2 separate regions of the Canis lupus genome follow, and region 1 is linked to region 2. The links are chromatin contacts, called in public Hi-C maps. All regions are on one chromosome and are shown on one strand. Each heading gives the region's core, a stretch centred on a gene start, on an enhancer-like site or on the middle of the called end of the contact. The rest is flanking DNA. Distances are from core to core; before and after follow the strand shown. Region 1 has its middle 30 kb from the start of FIGNL1. Region 2 overlaps SPATA48 (spermatogenesis-associated protein 48).

What was found. A called contact is a pair of places that touch in the nucleus more often than the background predicts.
Region 1: a Hi-C map of blood shows a contact between it and region 2, with 4 times the contacts expected there. The contact joins two enhancer-like sites. A contact is called at or near these places in 3 of 9 Hi-C or Micro-C datasets (amygdala and blood).

What each region holds. Positions count from the first base shown.
Region 1 is chr18:1,927,049-1,933,312 of UU_Cfam_GSD_1.0, forward strand. No RefSeq gene overlaps it. Among named protein-coding and RNA genes, the nearest start is that of FIGNL1, 30 kb to the right of the region's middle. Within about 2 kb of position 2,148, at least 3 of the 20 cell types and tissues checked have an H3K27ac peak or open chromatin away from gene starts, as enhancers often do. A contact at or near this core is called in blood, where this site is marked.
Region 2 is chr18:1,673,832-1,680,329 of UU_Cfam_GSD_1.0, forward strand. The region is part of intron 9 of SPATA48 (spermatogenesis-associated protein 48); the gene reads left to right. Among named protein-coding and RNA genes, the nearest start is that of SPATA48, 49 kb to the left of the region's middle. Within about 2 kb of position 1,605, at least 2 of the 20 cell types and tissues checked have an H3K27ac peak or open chromatin away from gene starts, as enhancers often do. A contact at or near this core is called in blood, where this site is marked.

The DNA.
Region 1 (6,264 bases), core at 898-3,397, 250 kb after region 2:
GACCAGCCGTAAAACACAGCGGGGAGAGGCAGTTAGAGAAGGAAAGAAATGCGCTGAGTTGGTATTGGACACCAGACATGGTGCCCTTGTGATCCTTGCAAGGTCCCATCACACCTACCGACAGGAGGGCCAGACAGGAGGGGTCATTTCCCCCAAGTCACACAGCATTCACGGACCCCGGATCCCCAGGATGACACAATTGATCATAACAAAGCAAAAGCAATACCCCGACATGGAGGTAATACAACTTCTTAATAATCTGTCTACTGCGTTATGGGGCACTTAAGGGAAGAGGAAAGATACCAGTTACGCTAATAAATTATTTTTTATTTTCCAAGAAGTTTCCCACGACTGGTTGCTGTTAGGTATTATTCACATTTTTCACATTTTTCAGTACCCAGACTTTTCAGTTCAGACTCAGTCGTATCTTGTATCCCTCGCTGTACAATTTATCTTCTGTGGCAAGAACTTTAATTTTTTTTAAGATTTTATTTATTTATTCATGAGAGACACACACAGAGAGAGAGGCAGAGACTCAGGCAGAGGGAGAAGCAGGCTCCATGCAGGGAGCCCGATGTGGGACCCGATCCTGGGTTCCCAGGATCACGCCCTGGGCGGAAGGCGGCGCTAAACCGCTGAGCCACCAGGGCTGCCCAAGAACTTTTAAGATCTGCCCTCTTCCAAACTCTCAGCTGTGAGATACAATGTTGTTAACTATGGTCTCCATGCCGCACACGACACTGACACCCCGACACCCAACACCCGTGTGACTGACTTACTTTATAACTGGAAGTTTGTATCTTTTGATCCCCTTCGCCCATTTTTCCCATGCCACGCCCCCACCTCTGGCAACCAGCGATTATGAGGAAGAGCCCTCGAAATTGTTTCACTCGGGTGATGTAAATCTTGCTTACAACACTTTAGGTTTGGAGTTTGGGGTGGAGGGCAGGCAGACAGAACAGTCTTGGGGAAAAAACACGATAAAGAAACTTGAAAATTCACATCCATGGGGTGTGCCTGAGTTTGAATGATGGGATGAAGACATGAGTTGAGAAAGACTAATGATTCATGAAGAATCAAAAGTAGTAGAAAGCTGAGTGGGGAAAAAAAACTCTGCACAGAAAGAAAGAAAAAAGTGTAGCCTTCCATTTGGCGCTGCAATCCAATGGGGAGGAAACCACCAGGCCGGAGCCCACCGGCCCCCAGCGCGTCCCCCGGGGGCTTGATGCCAGGCCTTCCTCACAAAGGATGAAAGTAGCCATCCCACTGGGTGGCCGGACACGGCTCCCCCCGCAGGCCCAGAGACCCCAGCACTGAGTGAAGAGTTTGGTGGGTCAGACCCATAGGGCAAGGAATACGGTGGGGGTGATGGGGACAAGCAAGGCTGGAGCAAAGATACCATTACGTCATATCCTAGAGATCCCGTGCAGGGGAGTCCTGGACCTCGTCCGCCTGGGCCTCCAGCTGCTGGGAGCCCCACCTGTCAACACACCACGGTGACCGGGGCTGGGGCTCACGTACAGAATCAGGAGAAGCAACCAAAAAAGAGAGCCGTTCCTCACCGTGAGGGTGACCTGATCACTGGCAGGTTCTCTGCGTGCACGCGCACCCCCGTTTAGGCAGCGTCGAGAGTGGGACACAGAGTAGAGGACAAGTCATGTCTCTCAGAAGCAAAGAGCAAATCTGATTTCTCAACCATTTGCGTGGAGGAAAAGCTTCCCTGTCCCCACCTGTGGCCTGGGGGTGCCCGGAGCCTACAGCCCAGCCCCCCACCCAGTACGAGTCCCCAAACGGGGCTTCTGCACAGAGCATTGCTGCTCTGTACCCCAGCCACAGGGCACACGTGCTACTGAAATGTAAAGTCATTGAAATGTAAAGAAATAGCAAATTCAGAGGCACCAGCCACATTCCAGGTGCTCAGTAGGCTACACGTGGCACGGCCACCGTGCGGGACAGAGCAGCTCCTGGAGCTCCGATGCGCCCCCCGTGCCAGCCTGGCTCCGGGTCCCAGCACCCGGCCGGCAGAGGCGGTGCCCGGGGAACACTGATGCCCTCCCCAAGTAGACCACGAGCTCCCGTCTTGTTCCTCAGAAGCCTGCCTGGGGCACCAATCCTGAAGGCTGCCTTCAATATTCAAATTATGCAGCAACTCTCACTTCCTCTTTGGAGACCAGGTTTCACTCTGCCAGCGGGGAGGTGACATTTGCCTGAGGACATGTGCTTTGTCAAAAGCAGGCTCACTGGCGTTGGCTAAGTGGGGCCTGCTTTTGCCCCCAGTGCCTTGGAACCTGGGGACCTGCCTGCCTTCCACCCCGTCCCCTGGGCTACGTCTGGGCCCTGGCTGGCTGCTTCGGTGACCTCCAGTCCCCTCCCTGGAGCAGCGGGCTGCAAAACAGAAACTGAGGAGCAGTGGCGGGAGGGTGGGATTTCCAGCAAAATAGGGAAGGGCTCGTTAGACCCTGCTGGTACATTCTTGCAGGATCACTCTCCTCCCAGGAGAAAAAGAGGAAAAGAAGGCAAATCACTTTCCTCTTGCTTCTGCTTCTCCTAAATAAACTGCTTGCCTAATTTCCTTTGCACTTAGAGAAATGTTCCTTGTGAAAGTGGCTGTTTCCACACATTCACACAGCAAGGCTCTGGGAGGCATTTGCATTTCGGGGCCCTCCCCTCTCCAGGTTCCCCCTGTCTCTGATATTCTAATCCTCCTTGCTCCTTGCATCTGGGGTTGAAGACAAATGCCAGCTCAGGCCATCTCCTTCCTCCTTCGGCGGAGTGTGCTGGTCTCCGCTAGACCCCGCAGCTGGGGCGCAGCTCTGGAAGGTTCCATCCACCTGACGTCAGGCTTCTCTGCTCCCTGGCTGCAAAACCCGGAGCCGTGTATGCAGAGAGTCGCACAGTCAGGGCCACAGAAGGAAGTCAAGGCCGTTCCGAATCCCAGCCTCTGCGTGCACAGGGCTGGAGTGGGACCTGCTGGCTAAGAACTGTCAGACCACCTCATCTTCAGACCTGAGTTTTAAAACGCTCGCTCTAAGAGGAAGGGTTCGGTGAGATCCTGTATGTGAACCAAGTACTCGCACAGGGTTTTACAGGGAATCGGCCAATTTGAGTGTGCCCGTCGCTGTGCTGAGGACGTGAAAATAGGGATTTCACAGGTCACAGAAATTCCGAAAGCACGCTGCTGAAAAGAAGCTGGCGGCTCGCCTCCCCGGGCCCCACCATTCATCATGTCTGGTTGGCCCGGGAAAGGACAGCTCACTTGGAAGGGCTTTAGCCACTTCCAACCTACATAGAAACAAGCACCCCCGAAGGTTCTGCTGAAAATTCCTTAGTGATAAATACGAGCCAGAGCATGTTGAAAGTTCAATTAATGAAGCATTTTTTAAAAATTTATTTATTCATGAGAGACACACAGAGAGAGGCAGAGACACAGGCAGAGGGAGAAGCAGGCTCCATGCAGGGAGCCCGATGAGGGACTCGATCCTGGGACCCCAGGATCACACCCTGGGCTGCAGGCGGTGCTAAACCACTGGGCCCCCCGGGCTGCCCCTGAAGCATTTTTTTTAAAAGTAAGTGCAGCACATTAAAGAAGACAGAAGTGAAGAAACCCCAAATCTGAGGTTTTAGCACATTAACTCACAGAGCATTTTCTAACATCTGAGTTGGAATTCCTTTCAGTGGGGTCAGCATTCGAAGTGATGCGACTGCCACCTCCAGGGCCTTCCTGGAGCCCGGGGGAAAGGTGGGAGAAGCTCTCCATCTAGTGGTGAGCAAACACGGCCTTGGACGGAATCCGTGCTGCTGACAACCAGCCAGCCTCCAGGAGGAGGTGCTGCACCTGCTGGGGGCCAGGAGGGAGCCCCTCCACACCCAGCCCAGCTTCCTGACTGTGGGAGGGAGAAGCGGAGCCCTGGGGCAGTAAAAACATACCCCACTTGCTCAGGCAGGTAGGGGTGGAAACTGGCTTGCAACCAGGTAAATGTCAGTACCGTTTGGTTATGGATTGATTATCAAATGACCCTTTAAAATCTGCCATCCAGCCATGATGCCCCCTGAAATCAATCCTTACATAAACTCTGTTAACACCAAGAGTAGGGGTCTCCCTCGCCCTCACTCTGGCCCAGAGCCCCGCTGATGTTGATGGATGCTCTTAATCTGGGTCTCCTGGGGAGCCACCTTGACCTCCGTGGAGCTTTGCCCTGAGCCGGGCGAGGAGCACGAGGAGCCCACCCGCATTAAGAACACGGTTCAGACGATGATTCTTCTTACTGCTGGCCCTTCCCCCTTGGCTTCCCGGTTCCTGGAACCAAGAACCCCGACGCCTTGCAGGGGAGGAAACATTTCCCTCTGACCTCTTGGGTTCAGGGGCTGGGTCTGAGGAATAAAGAGGCAATAGATCGGGATCCCTGGGTGGTGCAGCGGTTTGGCGCCTGCCTTTGGCCCAGGGCGCGATTCTGGAGACCCGGGATCAAATCCCACATCAGGCTCCCGGTGCATGGAGCCTGCTTCTCCCTCTGCCTGTGTCTCTGCCTCTCTCTCTCTCTCTCTCTCTCTGTGACTATCATAAATAAATTTTTAAAAAAAGAGGCAATAGATCAACAGGAGAAAAATAAAATCAATGTATGATTTTATTTGGTGTTAAAAGTCTTGTATGGCATGGAAGAAAGAAAGGAATGCCTAGGCTTGGAGGCTTTTGTGCTATTCAGACAAAGAAAGATAAATTTAAAGAGAATTGAAAGACAAAGGAAAGAGACTGGACTTGCAGGAGCAGTGATCTGTAAGACCGAAAGTATGGCAGGAAGCCGGTGGCAGGTGAGGACTGCTCAGGCAGTGGGAGGATCCTTCCACAGGGAGAATCTATGCTCAGCTCCCAGGAGGCTGGAGGAAGGCAGAGACCTCATCCAGTAATGACTTTTTCTCAGTTGCCTCGGGCTCAAAATAACCCTTACACCAGAGTAGCATATTCGGGGGTGGTGCACTCTGATCTCGGGTACCCCGGCTCCAGCCTGTTGCTGCTCCAGTGTCCACTGACCGCAGCCAGAGGGGCCCCCGTACAGTGTGGGTAAATGAGTGACCACTGGGGCTGCCCCAGCTGGGCTCTTGTTCTGGACTTAGGTGAGCTCAGGTGTGTTATTTGCTGTCTACAGGCCTCAATGTGTTCATCTGTGAGGCCAAGATGAGAATAGTCCCTGCTTTAAAAGGTTGTCATGAAGACAGTGTGGGAAAAGCCTGGTGCCTGACACCTAGGAGACACTCGGGAGGATGGGTTCTTTTCCAACCATTTTTCAACACCCTGTTCTGTTTCACACACTCCTGGATATTTATTTTTTTTTAAGATTTTATTTATTTATTCATGACAGACACACACAGAGATAGAGAGAGAGAGAGAGAAAGAGAGAAGCAGAGACACAGGCAGAGGGAGAAGCAGGCTCCGTGCAGGAAGCCTGACGTGGGACTCGATCCCGGGACCCTGGGGTCACGCCCTGTGCCGAAGGTGGTGCTAAACCACTGAGCCACCCGGGCTGCCCACTCCTGGATGCTTAAAGCCTGTCATCTAATTATCAAGATTGGCCTAGCATTGGGTGAGCCTCAGCCTTCAGACAGGGAGGTCCGTGGGCACACGGTGGAGAGTGCCAACGTCCTCACCCAACTTCCACAAGTACTTTCCACTACCACACATCTATGAAGCCAGGCATTAGGCCGTAGAAAGCCTTTACTTCCCTTGTGACTAACCTCTTGTATTTCTGAAGAGCAGCTAAACTGATACACATCATCCAGTGCCACTTCAGTTAAAGGGTGAAAAATTAAGGTATCTAAACGTTCGTTGATGGCCAAGATAGATTACCAGCGACATATTCCAGGTATTATTACCTTCCCACCTGGAAAAAAAAAAAAAAAACAATAAAAATAGAGGTCAATACATGGAAACAAGTGTTTTCAAGGAAATACACATAAAGCCATGCCTGCCAGTGATCCCTGCAGGAGGGACAACCAGTGAGTCGTCTTACGATGGATTCAACTCACTGGCTGGACAGAGCCTCCAGGTAGCAGCACAGACAGGGACACTGGCGGACCATGGCTAACAAACTCCTTGAGTTGAGGGGTGTGAGTGAAGGGTCCTAGGGAAGCAAGGCAGGTATGTCTTGGGACAGAGTGCCAGGTAGGAGAGGCTACATAGAGACAGATCTCCCAGAGGTCTACGGTCTCGCCCTGAATGTCCATCCATGGGAGGAAACCACCTCAAGGTGGAAAGAGAACCATCCAAAA
Region 2 (6,498 bases), core at 355-2,854:
CAATATACTTATATAACACATAACATGTAAGATAGATGATAAAGTGTGTAACAATAAAAATTATAATATATAACTTATAATTCATAATATGATATACTATATATAAAATATATAATATCTAAGATATATGGTATTCTATATTGCACATAATATATCATATATAAATACAAAAATTTATTTACTATGTGATTTGTGGGGCTCTATAAGTATATACAGTATAATACGTGTAGCTACTTGCTCTCACCCATGGGAACACTAGAGCTCAGGCGTTAGCCCCCCGGGAGTCCCCAGATGCTGCTGGGGGTTGAAATCCCGTGCTCTTTTCATCATGTCCCTGAGTTGCTCAGTGTCATGGATATTATTCCACCAGTTTCTGTGATGACTGACAAACTTGCACATTTCTTTTTTTTTAATTTTTATTTATTTATGATAGTCACAGAGAGAGAGAGAGAGAGTGAGAGAGGCAGAGACACAGGCAGAGGGAGAAGCAGGCTCTATGCACCAGGAGCCCGATGTGGGATTCGATCCTGGGTCTCCAGGATTGCGCCCTGGGCCAAAGGCAGGCGCCAAATTGCTGTGCCACCCAGGGATCCCCAAACTTGCACATTTCACGCGAGACCAAACTGAATCATGACAGCATTTTCCTTTGTTTTTTATGACAGTATTTTCGATGCTAATTGATTCCTTTTAAAAACAAACCAAAACAAAAAACCCATCAGTCGTGCCCATAAGACGAACCAACTGCCTTTCGCACGAGCTGCCCTTCAGACGTGCTGTGTGGCAGGGCAGATGCAATGCCATCTCCTACAGCAATCTTACATTTCCTTCCGTTATCTAGTCTATGTAATGCTCTTGACTCCCTGGCCAAACTATAAAATACGTTTCTAAACTAACTTTGGTGTTAAAATACAGTTATGTAACACATCTCACTTAAATCTCTAGATAATGCACCCAAAGAAAAAGACCAAAGAGCCTATAAAATGCTCCAGGTACTATGTTAAGAACTGTGGTAACATAAAGAGAAAAAAGACAGAGACTTGGCCCTGGAGTAGCTCAAGAATCTGAAGATGAATAAGCGCTGTACACAAATATTTATGGTAAAGAGCAGGATGCAATGAGTCCCTGGAAAAGTCAGCTTCCTGTTTTCAAAGCTCAGGTGCACAGAGAGATCAGTTCACCCGTGGGACCCCAAGGCTGTGGGACAGCTGAGCTGAGTCTTGAGGGAAGGATCCGTTGGTGTGATTCTTCCTCAAATTTTCCAAGAAAATCAATGCTATTAAACATAGTAATTCTAAAGATCTTAAAAGAAGGACCTGGGGATAAAATCAATTTTAAAACATCCTATGCGTATAAAATTTAGTACTCTTTTCCTTTTGAAATGTTCCTTTAAATTTTGAAAGATTTTATGAAACATTCTTGCCAAAGATCAAGACATATTCTTTTGGGTGGTTCTTCCAAGAGAGTGAAGCAGCATCTTAGGAAGTGGATGTCAAACACGCCGTTTTTCCTGACTAGCTCCGGGACCAGGCCTTTCTACTCCTCCTGCTGTTGACTTCTGGTCAAAGGAAGTGAGAGCAGGAGTGGATCACAGCAAAGACTCAAAGGCATTAATTGTACTTGTCCGATTTGAGCGCTAGAGGGCCACCAAGCTCGCAAAGTTTCTTCTTTCGGTCACCTTTCAGTTTTAAACGTAATTTTAACCTTTGAACACAAAGAAATGCTTTTCACTTTTATCATGAAATATTAATAGATCGGCAAAAATACGGAGCATCAAATGTAACATATGGAGTAAGATAACACATAATGCATGTGATTTCCTGCCTAGATAAAGAGATAATATTTTACTAATACCTTTTAAACCGCTTGTGTGTGCATCCTGTGCTCATCAACTGGGTCCCCTTCCCAGGCTGCAGGCTTATGCTTCACTTGCGCTGCTGCATAGTTTCACTACATACACATAGATCTCTAAACACGAGATTTTGTTGTTTTTACAGCACCGCACTGAACTAAAAGATGACGCTCTGATTCCATTTGCATAAAATCCCAAACCCAGAGCCACATGAATTTACTACCTTTGTGCCAAGTGCAGAATATAGGGTGCCATCCTCTCCCAAAGCAAATGTGACTCTTCCCTTGTTTCCTCATCTTAAACTTTCTTTCCTTTTTTTTTTTTTTTAAGATTTTATTTATTTGAGAGAAGGAGAACAAGAGCTCACAAGCTGGGGGGAGGGGCAGAGGGAGAAGCAGACACTCCCCTGAACAGGGAGCCCGATGCGGAGATCGATCCCAGGACCCCGAGACCATGACCTGAGCTGAAGGCAGATGCTTACGCAACTGAGCCACCCAGGTGCCCCAATTTTAAACTTTCCTAAAGAAAAAAATGTCTTCATGATATTATCTTCAGAATTTTCCGCATAATTCAGGAGACTTACTCATGGTGGGCAAGCCAAGCTATTTCCTGCTTCAGACGTCAAGGCCACTGGCTCCACGTTCTGGTGGTTCCATCTTTGGGATCACCAATCTCCCAAAAGAGTGAATGTCTTTCACACTTTTTCCTCACTAACGTCAGGTTCTGTTCTCTGGTTACCACGTCACCTGACGCAGCCAGGGTTTTTCAAATTGCTGGTGAGGTCATTGTACTATTTGTTTAAAAAAGGGCTCAAAAAATAATTGTAGAACTGAATCTGATGTTATGGGAAAAAGTACAGTGAAATCGGTCACAATAAAAATGATAAGCACACTCTCGCACAAACACATAACCATTATCAAGATTTTGACATAATCTCATCTGTCAGATGCACTTTTTAGTCTTGTTTTTGTGTATTTATTAGCTAGGATCCTACGACATTTAAAATTTTTACCATTTTAACATCACAACATCATCACCAGTACATTTATTATGCACTCGTTATAATTTTTATTTGTGTAGATGTGTTTGTCACCAACTAGTTCACTAGACTAGGTGACATATGCAAATTGTTTGCTTTTTTTTTGTTATGATAAATAATGCCGTCAAGCACTTTTTAATGTGACTCTTTTTTGTGATTTGGGATCATTTACTAAAGGGAGACTCCTTGAAGTGAATTATGGAGGCAAAATATACAAATATTCTTAAGCAAGTTTCAAACTCATTTTGGGGGGAATTTTATATATATTATATCAGAACGAGTCTTGTCCTTAACATTTGTCTTCTCCTTTGGTACTGGCGTTAAAGCTCACCAGACATCTTTTTTCCCTTCCAAATGTTCTCACTGTAAAAATAATTCAAATATTTTTCAAGTGCAGAAAGTGAAATATCTCTTCCATTTTCAATTCCAATACTAAAGCTCGGTATATTTTTTACTCTCCCCCACACACATGTGAGTAACTAGAATGCACAGGTGCATGTGTATTGTCGTCTATGTGTGCAAAGTTGAAATACACAATGCACGTTCTCCCTGACGATACGCAGGACTATTAAAATCTTGTTAATGGCTGCATGATATTCAAACAAGGCTATATGACAGTTTACATAGGCCAAGGACTTAGTATCTTTCCTATTATAAGCAATGGAACCATAAATACCTCCACATACATATTTGTACAGTTATGCAGGCATTGATGTAGTAGAAATCCCTAAAAACAGTTTTCCCACTAAAATTGAAATATTTTCTAATTTGTAGGAGTGCCCAGTTATCACAAAACATTCACAGCTAAGGAACTCAAAATCTTAATGCAGTTTACATTGTAGTCCTTCACTTCTAACTTGAGACTAATTTAGGAACTAAGTGAACCCACAACATCTATTGAGTTCAACAGGAAATCCTAAAGCTCAGGAAAAATGGCTTTTTCATCCCTTCTCCAAACAGGTACTATTTACTGGATCAGAGTACTGTTCAGAAATTAAAAAAAAAAAAAAAAAAAAAAAAAAAGAAGGTACAAAGTCACTCCTCTCTTAGAATCTATATCAAGCAAAAAAAAAAAAGTAAGGCAAACACTAACGTAAAGAAACCCCTTTCCCTCCAAATCTGTTTTTTTTTAATCCTTTGCAAGAGCTTGAAGACCAAGATTGAAGAGGAGTTTGTCTTCTTTTGGTAACTATCTCTCATTCCACGTAGCTTCGAAATGCTTTGTGCTCATGGGGCTTCGGTGCCAAGCGTGGAACCGAGGGGATGATAGGGAACAGCGGATCTGTGCCAAGTCAGGATCCAAACGCACGACATCCTGCCCTTTCCTAAGGACGTGCTGGAAGTGAGTTTTCTTTTGCCGAGGACGAGCTGTTGGAGCTGCCCACGTGGGGTGTCAGGGGTGCCTCTCACCTGGCTCAGCCCCCCTCGTTTCACCAGCAGGGAAACAGGCCCAGAGGAGGAGAGGAGCCCACTGGAGGAGAGGAGCCCACTGGGGCCATAGCCCCGGGAAGTGGAAGCTGGCCATGAACCCATGCCTCCCGCCCCCACACCTGGTGCTTTCCAGACACCGCTGGCCTGTTTTCCCAACGGGCCAGGCTCCCCGCTGCCCCCACCAGGCTGTCTTCCACGAGGTTGTCATCCTGCCTTTCAGGACTCTGCACGGTTCCATAGTTACGGGCCTTCATGTCTGCAAACAGCGGGTGTCCCACATGGATCCTCAGGCAGGTGCCGGCTGAGGGCTGAGGTGGGAGGAGCGGGGCCCTCCTGCCAGTCACCCTGGGACGTACACCTTAGAAAAAAAACAAGCAACCAGCCTTACCACAACCCAGGTTGAAGAGCGAGCTATGAATAGTAGTTCCTTACCCCGGCCACACTTCTGCCTTTTCGCAGGACTTTCACATCTACTCCTTCATTTGTTTTTCAAAACAGTGTGATGAGGCCAGAGGTGCGGGATCAGGGTCTGTCCCCACTTCACGGAGGCGGCGGCCAAGGCCGAGGCCCAGGGTGAAGGGCTGCAGGGCCCCCCCTCCGGGTGCCGCCACCGGATGCCCCGGGCCCAGGCCCCTCGGGCCTGCCCAGGAGGACGCGCCTCGGCCCCTGGGCTCCAGCCCTGCCGCCCTTGGGAGCCTCTGCCTCATTCTGTGTCCTCTTCTAGGAAGGGGGGAAAGCAAGTACAGGCCCTCGGGGGCCACAGTAAAGCTGCAGCTCCTGAACAGACCTTGGGGCCCGCACATCTTCCACTCTTGAGAAGCCCGGCCCAGTGACCCAAATGCTGTGGTCCTACCGACATTTGTCACCCGACAGTCCAACCGAGGGAACCCCGGCTCACGGCTGCCTTCCCTGTCCCCTCCGCCTGTGCCCCCAGGGCCCTGCAGCCCCCTTCCCTCCGCTCCCCTTCCCCCTGCAGCCCGCACCTGACCCACCAGCCGCGCCCAGCCCCCTCCAGGACCCTGCAGTGTGGCCCCGAGAGCTTGGGCTCCGCCGTCTGAAGTCCCGGGGCCAGTAGGGACAGCCCCAGGGCTGCACCAGCCTCCAGACCTCGGCTCCTCTTGTGCGCCTCCCGCACCCTGCCTCCCCCACCGCCCGCTTGGCCCCAGCAGCCTGCCCCTCTTGCCGTCTTCAGACCTCTCCACGTGCGTCTAGAAACGTGCTGCTTAAGCCGTCGGGAGCCCGACGCCTGCAGGGACATATGCCTGACGCGGAGCCGCTGGCCCTTCCCGAGAGCTCGGCGCGGCGACCTGACCTCCAGGTGGCAAGGCCCCCCAGCGCCCAGACCTTCAGGGCGCCCCCACGGCCCTGCACACGGCCCCTGGACCTCCTCTGAAACCTCCCTTCCTGCGTCTGCACAGCAGGCGCGACTCTAGGACCCACGAGCGGGTCTTCTGAGGATTAGGTCCCCCCAGGCCAGCGTCTAAGACACTGCGGGGGCTCAGCACTCACTCAGTGAGCTTGGGGGGTGCTGCGGAACAGCAGAGAAGCTTCTGCGGGCTGAGCCCCAGGCCTCGCGTACACCCCCTGCCCTGCACACACAAGCCCTCCCCACACGTTTATTCCTTTATTTCCTATTCAGCTTTTAAGGAAACACCCTCTGTGCTCCCTTCTCTAAGAGGCTCACCAAATTCCTTGTAGCCTAAAATCATTTATTTTCCATTTTGTCATGCTAGGTTGACAAAAGCCATTAGTCGCAAATTTAGGTGATGATGTCTTCCCATGCCCTCCATAGAGCATGAAATCCCACCTCACTCCGGGAATCGGGGCCACGAGAAGGGGTTCACAGGACTCCAAGCTGCGGAGCAAAGACAAACGAGGAAGACTTGTCTGCCTTTTAAATGAGCTCCCGCTTCTCTCCACTCCCCTCAGGTCGCGGAGGGGGGTCTTGGAACGCGGAGCCAATCTGGAAGTCCGCATCAAGGCCTGCACATCTCAGCGCCCTTTGTAGATTTGCCTCCTTCCCTTGGAAAACCACGTCTCCCCTCAGCAGCCAGGCTGCAGAGTGTCCCCCAGAGACTACTCTCCCCTTGACAGACGGTCAGCACGTTGCACTGAAGGTGGAAAAAGGTGCCCTTGTGACGCCCCTGCAGAGGCATAAATGGAATGGATATAGCAGCAG